2 separate regions of the Rattus norvegicus genome follow, and region 2 is linked to region 1. The links are chromatin contacts, called in public HiChIP or PLAC-seq maps. All regions are on one chromosome and are shown on one strand. Each heading gives the region's core, a stretch centred on a gene start, on an enhancer-like site or on the middle of the called end of the contact. The rest is flanking DNA. Distances are from core to core; before and after follow the strand shown.

What was found. HiChIP or PLAC-seq counts read pairs in DNA pulled down with a chosen protein or histone mark.
Region 2: a contact with region 1 is called in an H3K27ac HiChIP or PLAC-seq map of oligodendrocytes, with 14 times the contacts expected there. The contact joins two enhancer-like sites. A contact is called at or near these places in 3 of 12 Hi-C or Micro-C datasets (the A7r5 cell line, Schwann cells and mammary epithelial cells) and 1 of 1 datasets of contacts at active chromatin or transcription factors (oligodendrocytes).

Annotation. Positions count from the first base shown.
Region 1 is chr7:49,032,411-49,037,319 of GRCr8, reverse strand. No RefSeq gene overlaps it. Among named protein-coding and RNA genes, the nearest start is that of Phlda1, 180 kb to the right of the region's middle. Within about 2 kb of position 3,564, at least 37 of the 93 cell types and tissues checked have an H3K27ac peak or open chromatin away from gene starts, as enhancers often do.
Region 2 is chr7:49,311,173-49,316,071 of GRCr8, reverse strand. No RefSeq gene overlaps it. Among named protein-coding and RNA genes, the nearest start is that of Krr1, 48 kb to the left of the region's middle. Within about 2 kb of position 3,016, at least 6 of the 93 cell types and tissues checked have an H3K27ac peak or open chromatin away from gene starts, as enhancers often do.

The DNA.
Region 1 (4,909 bases), core at 2,315-4,814:
TCGACCATCTGTCTACACTTTGGAACTTCATTTCTCTCTCTGCATCTCCTGCTCACACAGGGAGACGGGATAGCATGAGCCTAGTGGATGCCAAGGTTCAAATGGCAGCTTTGCTCTGGTCCAGCTGTTGACTTTTGGAAAGCGACAGGATTCTATTACTTACTTCCGCCTCCCATGCCCCACTCATGAGGCTTGAAAGGGTGGAACCATTGTTCAAAGAGGAAAAGGTGAACTTAGAAGTCAGCTCTGGGTATGTTCATGAATCCTTAACATTTCCACACCAAATACTTGGTCCCCAGTTTGGATGAAAACAATTCTAAAAGGACAACGATAAAACGAACCCAGGGAAATCTCTAATGATTCAGTCAGGATCCATTTTAGGGATAAGAGTTTTGACAGTTTTTCGTGAGGACTCTGGAGTTACACACCCAGTAACCGACAGAACGAGATCGAATCCAGTTTTCCTGGTCCCTATTGGGACCAGAGGGGTGATGAAACGATATTTTCCAAATGAATATGTTCGTTCTCCTGACAGAGAAATGTGCATCCTTCTACAAACTGAGGCATGTCTTTTACATTCTGTCGAGGGCATTCATTCAAGGCAGACCAGGCATTAGTTACAGGGTCAACAGCTGGTCCAGCTGAGACGTGTCACAGCCATCCTGAGCCTCTAAAACAAGCCATTATCTGGCCGGCAGCAGATTGGAACCATCTGTCACTGCAGGCCACATATGGCCCCAATAGATTGTAAAAATAAGGTTGTCACAAAAGGTCATTAGCTAGGCATCATTTCTCTGTGGTAAGCTCCAGCCAGAAACAATGATTCTGCCATTTTTATCTCCAACCCTCTCTCCAGCACTCAGAGAAGCTGAGGCCAAAGGAAGCAGGGCAGGTGTCCTCCTGCCCTAGCAGCTGACAAATACCATGACACGCAGACTCCCCTCCCTTGGACGAACCTTTAGTTCCCTTAAAAATATGTTTTACCTTCTCTCATAAGGAATTCCAGGAGTGAAGGTTTATAAATGGAACCTCATGCAGCTGGGGAGACAGCTCCGTTGGTCAAACAGAGTAGAGTTTGGGACTCGAGTACACACACAAAAGCCAGGCACTGCAACCTGTGCACAGAATTCCAACACTGGGGAGGAGAAGGCAAGAGGGTCCCTGGGTCTTGCTGGCCAGCCAGTCTAGTGGGATCCGTGAAATCGGCGAGGGACCCTGTCTCAAAAGGTAAGGTAAAGAAGCAAATAAGGAAGATGACTGATGTTGACCCCCATCTTCCACTTCATTGCACATACACAAGCACGCATGTGCATCAGACAAAAATATGCATAAGGAAGCTGGCAAGATGGCTCAGTGGTTAGGAGCACATGTTGTTGTTGCAGAGGACCACTCCGGAGGCTGCAGCAGGTAGATTTCTGTGAGTTGTCAAGGTCAGTTTGGTCTACACAGTGAGTACCAGGAAGGGCAACCTACAGAGACCCTATCTAAAAATAAAATAAAATAAAACTTACACATATTTGGACATAGGTTTAGTATGTTTCATTCCATACAGCATGCCAACATACACGCTGTGGAACACTAGCCATTAGAAGGAGGAAATCCTATCATCTGACCACAGGAAGGAGCTTGGAGGGGAATGGAACACTGAAACACACCAGACACAGAAAGATAAATGGTTCATGTCTCTCTCACTTGTACACAAATCTTAAACTACTGTATTTTATATCCCTGAAAATCAGTGGGTCAATTTTAAAGTGTCCTCAGCCTCCCAACACACATTCATAAATATACATATATAAATACACATACAGTCACACATACAAATATGCTCACATACATGCATATGTGTGCATATACACATACTCATACACACACATTTAAGCACATACAACTAATACATATGCACACACAAACATACAGACATATGCACAAGATAACATGTAAAGTAATTATCTCAAGGCAATTTACAATGTATATACATTTTGAAATATGAAATAAATACAATGACACTTATTTTCCAATATTAAACATTAAATTTTAAATTATCCTAACTTGTTTTCTGTGACTAAAAATGTTAACTAAATGTTATAACAATTGATTATGCGCTTAAAAATATATTCAGGGAAAAGGCTGTGCTTTTAAACCGTGACTGGATAATCTTTGATATTTATTCTGATAAGAGATAAGTGTGTGCCTTGCCATCGATTAGGTGCAGGATGACAACTGCTTAATCTAAACAGAATGTACCAGAAGCAGGGATATAGGACTTGGGGTACTGAGTCAGGAAGGACATGCAGCCTGTGTCTGACTCGTAGGTCCGAGCGTTCTGCACACTGGGTTCCACCACTCTGCAGGACCTCACTGTAAAGAAGCCTGGAACCACTTGCGTAGGCAGTGTGATCTGAATGTGACCTTTAGGACCTTCCTGCCAGGGTCCCCTAGGTAGTCCCAGTGCCAGCCTTTGCTGTCTTCCCTATCTAAGACCCCAGATAACAAGAGACAAATCCAGCGCTGTCAGCACCCACCGCAGTAAAACAGCTCCTGATCTACATTCAGAATTATCAACTCCCTGATTGTTTCTCCTGGATGCACTGAGGGGGGGGGGGAGAGGGAGGGGGAGAGGGAGGGGGAGGGGGAGGGGGAGAGGGAGGGGGAGAGGGAAGAGAGGGTCCTCTTATCCACGACGCCATCACATTTAATCCTCTCCAAAATCCTCTAGAGCTTGCTCCTGCCTCCAAGGTAAGGAAAGCGGTTCTCAACAATGAGCAGGGAAAAGCACCTATGGCGCCAAAATCACCATTAACAAACGTCAGCTCTGTCCACCCACGCCTTTAAACTTCACCAAGCCTTAGACCCTGTCAGAGCCTAGAAACCACAGAGCATCTGTAAATAGAATCATTTTTACATTTGATAGTGTCACCATTTGAGAGTTCTCTGTCCTCGCTCAGTCTTCAAACGCTGAGCTTAATTAATCGATTTCTGGCCCTTTCTCCAATCTCATAGCCACCCTGCTTCAGGCTCCCATTCCCAGACCATGGGGTGGATTTTTAAATCCACGTGTCAGAGGGTTTTTTAATCCATAGTGAATTCACAGGCCAGATCAAGTGCTGATGCCATAGAAAAAATCAACCAAGATAAGCTTTAAAAACACAGATGCCTGGACTAGGGAAATGGCTCGGTTAGTGAAGTGCTTTTACCATGAGCATACCAGGAAAGAAACTAAAAACAAAAAACAAACAAACAAACAAACAAACAACCCCTGTGTTTGGTTCCCAGCACTGATGTAAAAGGCATTATGGGGATGACGGAGCTGGAGATGCAGGAGGTGGGGACTGGCAAGTCACTGCGACTTGTTAAACCACCAACCTGAAATCATCCGTGAGCCTCTGGCCCAATAACAGACTGTCTTGAAACAGAGTAGATGGCTCTTGAAGAATGACACCCAAGGTTAACCTCTGGCCTACAAACCCACATTCAAATATACATTAGCCCATAGACACACACGCACGCACGCACGCACACACAGATTCCCTAGCTCTGCTTCCAGGGACTCTAAGCTACTGGTGGCTCCTAAGGGAGGTAATTAGGAAATACTTGCATGGCAGATATAGTCCCATATATTCTGGCTCCTACCAACCTCTATCTTTGCAACCCCTCACCTGATAGCTGACTCAGAAAATAACCCCCACCTATAGGCGCACGTGCATGAACACACACATATACACCAGTCTCTACATATGTTGTTCCTTTTGCCAGGAACAGTCTGGTAAATGTGTAACTGTTTTCCATAACCTTTTCCCAACTCCCTCTTACAGTTGCAGCCCTTTTCCTGTGCTCTAATTGCCCTCCTGCCACCCCCATTCCTCTGATCTAATTGCCCTCCACCCTCACTACCTCCCACCTGTCTCCTAGCTCAGAACCAAGGGATGTGCTAAAGCCAGGGACCCACTTACTCTCACCCGAATCCCCAGTGTGAACACAGTGCCCCATTTATAAAAGATGTCCAACAAACTCGGGCTGAATGAATAACCCAATGTGTTTCCTTTCAGCTGTAGCTGCCAAGAAACGCAGAGCCAAATTCAGTCACCAAGTAGAGTGATTAGCTCATCCCAGGTGCCTCAGAGCATCTGCTCCCTCCTTAGACATGGTCTCTGTTCTCTTCCTAGCCACAATCAACCTATTTCCTATTAGGCTTAATGTTGCACGCTCTTCAAAATCCTTTTGGAAGGTAGGTTACATCTGAAACATTCCAACAGCTACAGGAGTTCCTCCAAAGGCTTGTGCTACTGAGTAGGGTTTTTGTAGGTTTCATTCAGAACAGGTAATTTCTTGACCAAAACAAAAAACAAAACTCCGATAAAGCTAATGGAGTCGCCAATAAAAATATTTTTAAAAAATACCTGTGGTAGGATAACATATAAGAAAAGAAAAGACATTACTGAGGAATAGGCTACGTTTCCCAAACCTAGTGATTAATTCTTCACCACAATCAAATGAGGAAACAACCTCTTCGTTAGTAAGTGTCTGCTTTATACAAGAGACCTTGGGTAACATTGTTGGTAAGAATATGCTTGGACCCAAAGAATCAGGGCTTACTGTGTTGTAGGTTAAGGACATAAGGACATTGTACGTCGGTGCACTCTTGCAAGTATATCCTAAAAATGCAACATTGTGCGATTTCTACAGGCTATAGTCAAAAGTCTTATAGAAGCTATTGTATCTGGCCTGTACCTTTTTCATTTTTTTCTTTTTTACTTTTTCACTTTACATACTGCTCACTGCCCCTCTCTCTGTCACTCCCTTCCCACAGCCCTTCCCCCATACCTCCCTCCCCTTCTCCTCTGAGTAGGAGGGGACACCCCTACTGACCTATACCTTAAACAAGAAAGATTTAGACATGTGAAGTAGC
Region 2 (4,899 bases), core at 1,767-4,266, 280 kb before region 1:
TTATTTCTTTGTTTCTTTCCTTCTTTATTTCTTTGTTTCTTTCCTTGTTTCTTTCTTTGTTTCTTTGTTTCTTTCTTTGTTTCTTTCTTTCTTTCTTTGTTTCTTTCTTTGTTTCTTTCTTTGTTTCTTTGTTTCTTTCTTTCTTTCTTTCTTTTTACCAGAATTTGTTTACTATTAAGAAGACCTTTTAGTCTCCCACTCTGCTTCAAGCTCATTAGCTCTAATAAGTACAGCAGCAGACGGTGACATTTCCCTAAGCTGCGCCAGGCTGTTAAGGATAGATTTGAAAATCTTATCTTTCCTTTCCCTCCCACTCAGGGTTTCCTGCCGCCGAGAACAAGTCCATTTGCCTATGTTTGGAGGATTTCTGCAGCTCTCGCTTCGGCAGAGCAACCATCTTGGCGATTTCTGACTCTAGCTCTAGTCTCAACCATAACACTTTCTCCAGCTCTGGAGAGATCTGTGAAGGCATGAGCATGAAGAAGTCAGCTGACAAGCCAGAGATGAGCCTTTAATGAAAAGCTGGAGCAGGTGGCAGCCGCTTCTGTCCCTTTCACAGGACACTGAGCAAGAATGAAGTCTCAAGGGCACCTTTCAGAGGAACGGAAGTGAGGGTTGGGGAGGGCTCGCATCAGCCAGGCTCACAAAAATGTGCCCAGCTGTGCATTGAGCCGGTTTATGGAGGAAAGGGGCACTTTGTGATTGAGAGATGCTACAAACTATGATGTAATCTTGAAGGGCTTTAGATCCTAACATGTGAGGACAATGAAAAGTATGAGTGATTCACAGATTATCCCCAGATCTTAGCTTCCCGGAAATTGTCTTTTACATGTCCGCGGTTTCTGCTCTTTTGGGCGCAAAGGCCAGCTTACTGTTCTGGGGACTAACAACAGAAGCGTCTAGTCTCACTATGTTCATGCTCTTGAGTGTATTAGAGCAGCCATAAAATTTGGCTTCTTAATATGGACTCATACTTGGTATGAAACTGTCCTCTAAGGAGGAGTGAAACACAAGAGCCCCTCGGAGACCAGTAAGTACGACTGTAGCTGAGCGCGCTGGGGAAACATGGCTTATCTATACACAGCAAAGAAAACTGGTCCAAGTAAATGGAAATTAATTTTGAATACTGTCCTGTATGCTTCATTGAAGGACTCATCCTTTGTGGTTTGGCTAGAAGATGAAGAACCTTCTAAACGTTATGTCAAAATATTACCAAAAAAAAAAAAAAAAGAAAAGAAAAAAAGAAAAAAGAAAAAAAATGTTTAACGGAATACCTGGTATTTGTGAGGAATTGGAAACTGTTGGTATCTTTTCAAGCATCAGCCCATAAGCTTATTACTAATTTATTTCAGGTAGGCGATATTATGGTCCTGTGGTGGTTTGAATAGGAATGGCCCCTATAGACTCTTGTGCTTGAATGCTTAGCCCATAGGGAGTGGCACTATTAGGAGGTGTGGTCTTGTTGCAGTGGGTGTGGCTTTGTTGGAGGAAATGCGTCAGTGAGCTGGTGGGCTCTGAGGTCTCCTGTGCTCAAGCTAAGCCCAGTGCGTCACTCTGGCCTGCATATCAAGACGTAGAACTCTCTGCTTCTCGAGCACTATGTCAGCCTGCACACTGCCATGCTTCTTGCCATGATAATGGAATAAACCTCTGAACCTGTAAGCCAACCCCAATGAAGTGTCTGCCTTTCTAAGACTTGCCTTGGTCATGGTGTCTGTTCACAGCAGTAAAACCCTAACTAAGACAGGTCCATACGTTACAGTAAAGGAAACCTGTTTAGAAAGACCAAATAATGAAAAGGCAACCCAAAACTTCCTGTGTCTCTTAAAAATATACAGTTCTAATTCTAGCTACTCAACACTGAGGCTGGAGAATAATAAGTTGAGGACGTGTCTGGCGACAAAGTGAGTTCAAGACTAGCCTGAGCAATTTAGTGAGACCCCGTCCTAAAATTAAAAAGTAAAAGGGGGCACAAGTGTCCATGAGTATCACCTCAGACAGAGTGGCTGCCCAACATGAGCGATTCACTCAGGTTCAAACAGGCTGTCTGCTCAAAGGCAAAATAACAACAACAACAACAACAACAATAATAATACTGACGATGATGATGATGGTGATGATGATGGCGATGATGATGATGATGATGATGATGAAGACATTATAAAGAGGACACAGCAATTCAAGGCAGTTTCCTTGTTTGCTTCTCATACAGCAAGTCATTTCAGAATAGTTCGTTTGTCCAGATAGCAAAGTGGCCTTTAAAATGCTAATTTTGAAAACTGCAAACAATATGCCCTTCTTTGTTTACATTCCTTCGAATTACTTTTAATTTTAAGGTACTATATTTTTGTTCTTTTGAATATATATCATATATGTATATATCATAATCTTCTCTTCCTGGAGTTTTCCCTGATCCTCAACATCTCACCCACTCATCCAACTTCATGTTCTCTCTCTCTCTCAAAACAGCAACATAACAACAAAAAAAGCAAAAAAACCCCCAAAAAACAGAAAAATAAACCCAAGAAAACTAAACTACAACAAAAAAGCACACACACACAGAGAGAGAGAGAGAGAGAGAGAGAGAGAGAGAGAGAGAGAGAGAGAGAGAGAGAGAGACTGTTTTGTGCTGACTAACTTCTCCTGCCCTGGAGTATGGTTGATATCCTCACTGCTACTCCATTAAAGACAGTAAGTTTGCCTTTCCCATCAGGTATCCATTAGAAATAGCTTCTCGGTTAGCAGTGAGACTTTGTGCCACTTGCCCTTCCCAGTGCTGGGACTTTTGTCTGGTTTGAACCATGGGACGTGTACACAGTGCCACCATTTCTGTGAATTCATATGTGCATTAGGGCTTGCCGTGTCTGGAAGACACTGTTTCCATAGACTCATTCCTTACCTCTGGCTCTTATAATCTTTCCGCCTCATCTGTGGTGTGGATCTTTCTTCCTTGAATATTCTTATCCCTTTGTATTATCTTTTGCTTTAACACGAGCTCCCAGGACTAGTGAGAAGCTACAACCTATTTCTTCTCATCTATTCCGTGCTCAGTGAGACAGCTAGGTAAAAGTCCCCATGGTGTCAGGAATTCTCATTCTAAGAGTTATTTTAATACACAGGATGAAGAGGGTCAGGTTCTTTCCAGAAACAGCACGGAGCAAGGCAGGGGAAGGCTTAATTAACTAAGATGCCAAGTCTAAAACCGTGAAAAATTTTCACCACTAGGGGGCAGTGCTTGAAAGAATAACAGTCTACTCTTGCAGTTAGGCGGGACAGAGAACAATGACCTCCTTGTTATTTCCTACCCCACATACAGAGCACATAAAGATTTTATTTCTTTGGAGAAAAGAGGGACAAAAAGCGTTTGCTCTGACTTGAGGCAGAATTCAACGATGACGCTCTCTTCACTTGCTGAGCTCAGAGCAAGAGATGCCAGTAGCACTTAATTTTCAGAATCACTAAAGCGTCCATGAAAGAAAGTGTGCTTATAAAAATGAAATCTTTCCATAATAAACTCTAAAGGAGAAAGTATTTGTCAAAGTTATGATGGAGGAGCAGGAAAAAAAATGGTTGCTCTGGTCTGAAAATCATTAAAATTTGTTACGATGAATAACTTATTTAATAAATAACCTTTTCCCCCCTTCCTTTGTGCGTGTAACAGTCACACACACTGTATCATACAGAAACAAAGGCAACATCTATGTAATAATATGAAGGAGTTAAATCTTGCTCTTTGAAGAAGGAAAGGACTACTGGATGAGGCGTTGAAGGTGTTTTCGAAAATAGATCGTAAAGACTGTAAGTCCATTGTTTACCTGCTTCAGTCTTCAACAGGAACATCGTTAATTAGAGTCCTAAACTGGAAACATTGTTTCTTTAAACCCTCATTACAACCCACAGTCCAGGGAGCAGGAGGGGTTGGTTGAACACTCCTGCCTTTCAAAGGAAACCAGAGAGGGTAGGGGAGAGAAAGATCCCAGAGTTTTTCCAAGAATGCCAGATTCAAACCTTCTTACTTTTCCTAAAGTCAACCCATGGACTTCAATGATCATCATTGAGGATAGGAAAACATTGGAGAAGCTAGCACAGCATTGGGCGAGGTAGAGTGCTGTAAACATTGATCTTTTGCTCGTCTTAATGATAAGTGAGAATGTCCAACAACACAAATGAAGCGTGAGGAAGTCCAAACGGAGGCAGTCCAAACAGAGGATGCCTTTTCTATCCCCAAGCCAGTCAAACAGGTCCCCTTGCTCTAAGAAAAAAAATGCATGTTAATTGGGAAGAAGATATTCTAGCCCCTGCCTTACCATCAATTCCCCTAGTCAGAGGGTAACGTTACAATGTGAGAGCTGTTGTGGGTCCTATCCACTCACTTCTGCCTTTGACTTGGAAGGACAGAGCAGAAAGTAAGCTTACGGTAAATAGACAGATAGACAGATAGATAGATAAATGTCATATAGATCAAGGTTTGTTTTCCCAGCCCTCCTTAGCTGTGTGACCCTGCGTGGCTCTGCCCAGGACTAACTGTCATGTGGCACACAGTTCTCTTTGCAGAAGGAGGTAACAGATGTGCTCACATCACAGGATCAATGCGCAGGAAATAAGGGCAGAGGCAACTCGGCCGCTCTTCACAGAGCTTCTTCTGTTATGAGTCCATCATGATCTCACAGGCTTCACTGACTTCAAAGGAGGAGGCTGTCACGTGGCATATGTTAAAACTTCACCACAAATACTAGAGATCCCACTATTCATGCTCTAAAGGGTCTTAAACTTTTAAAACTTTCAGGTTTTGTTCTGCTTTAAAAACAAACAAACAAACAAACAAAAACAAAACAAAAAACAAAAACAAAACAAGGACCTTTCCCCCATTTCAATCGCGTACAAGCTACAGTTATAGAA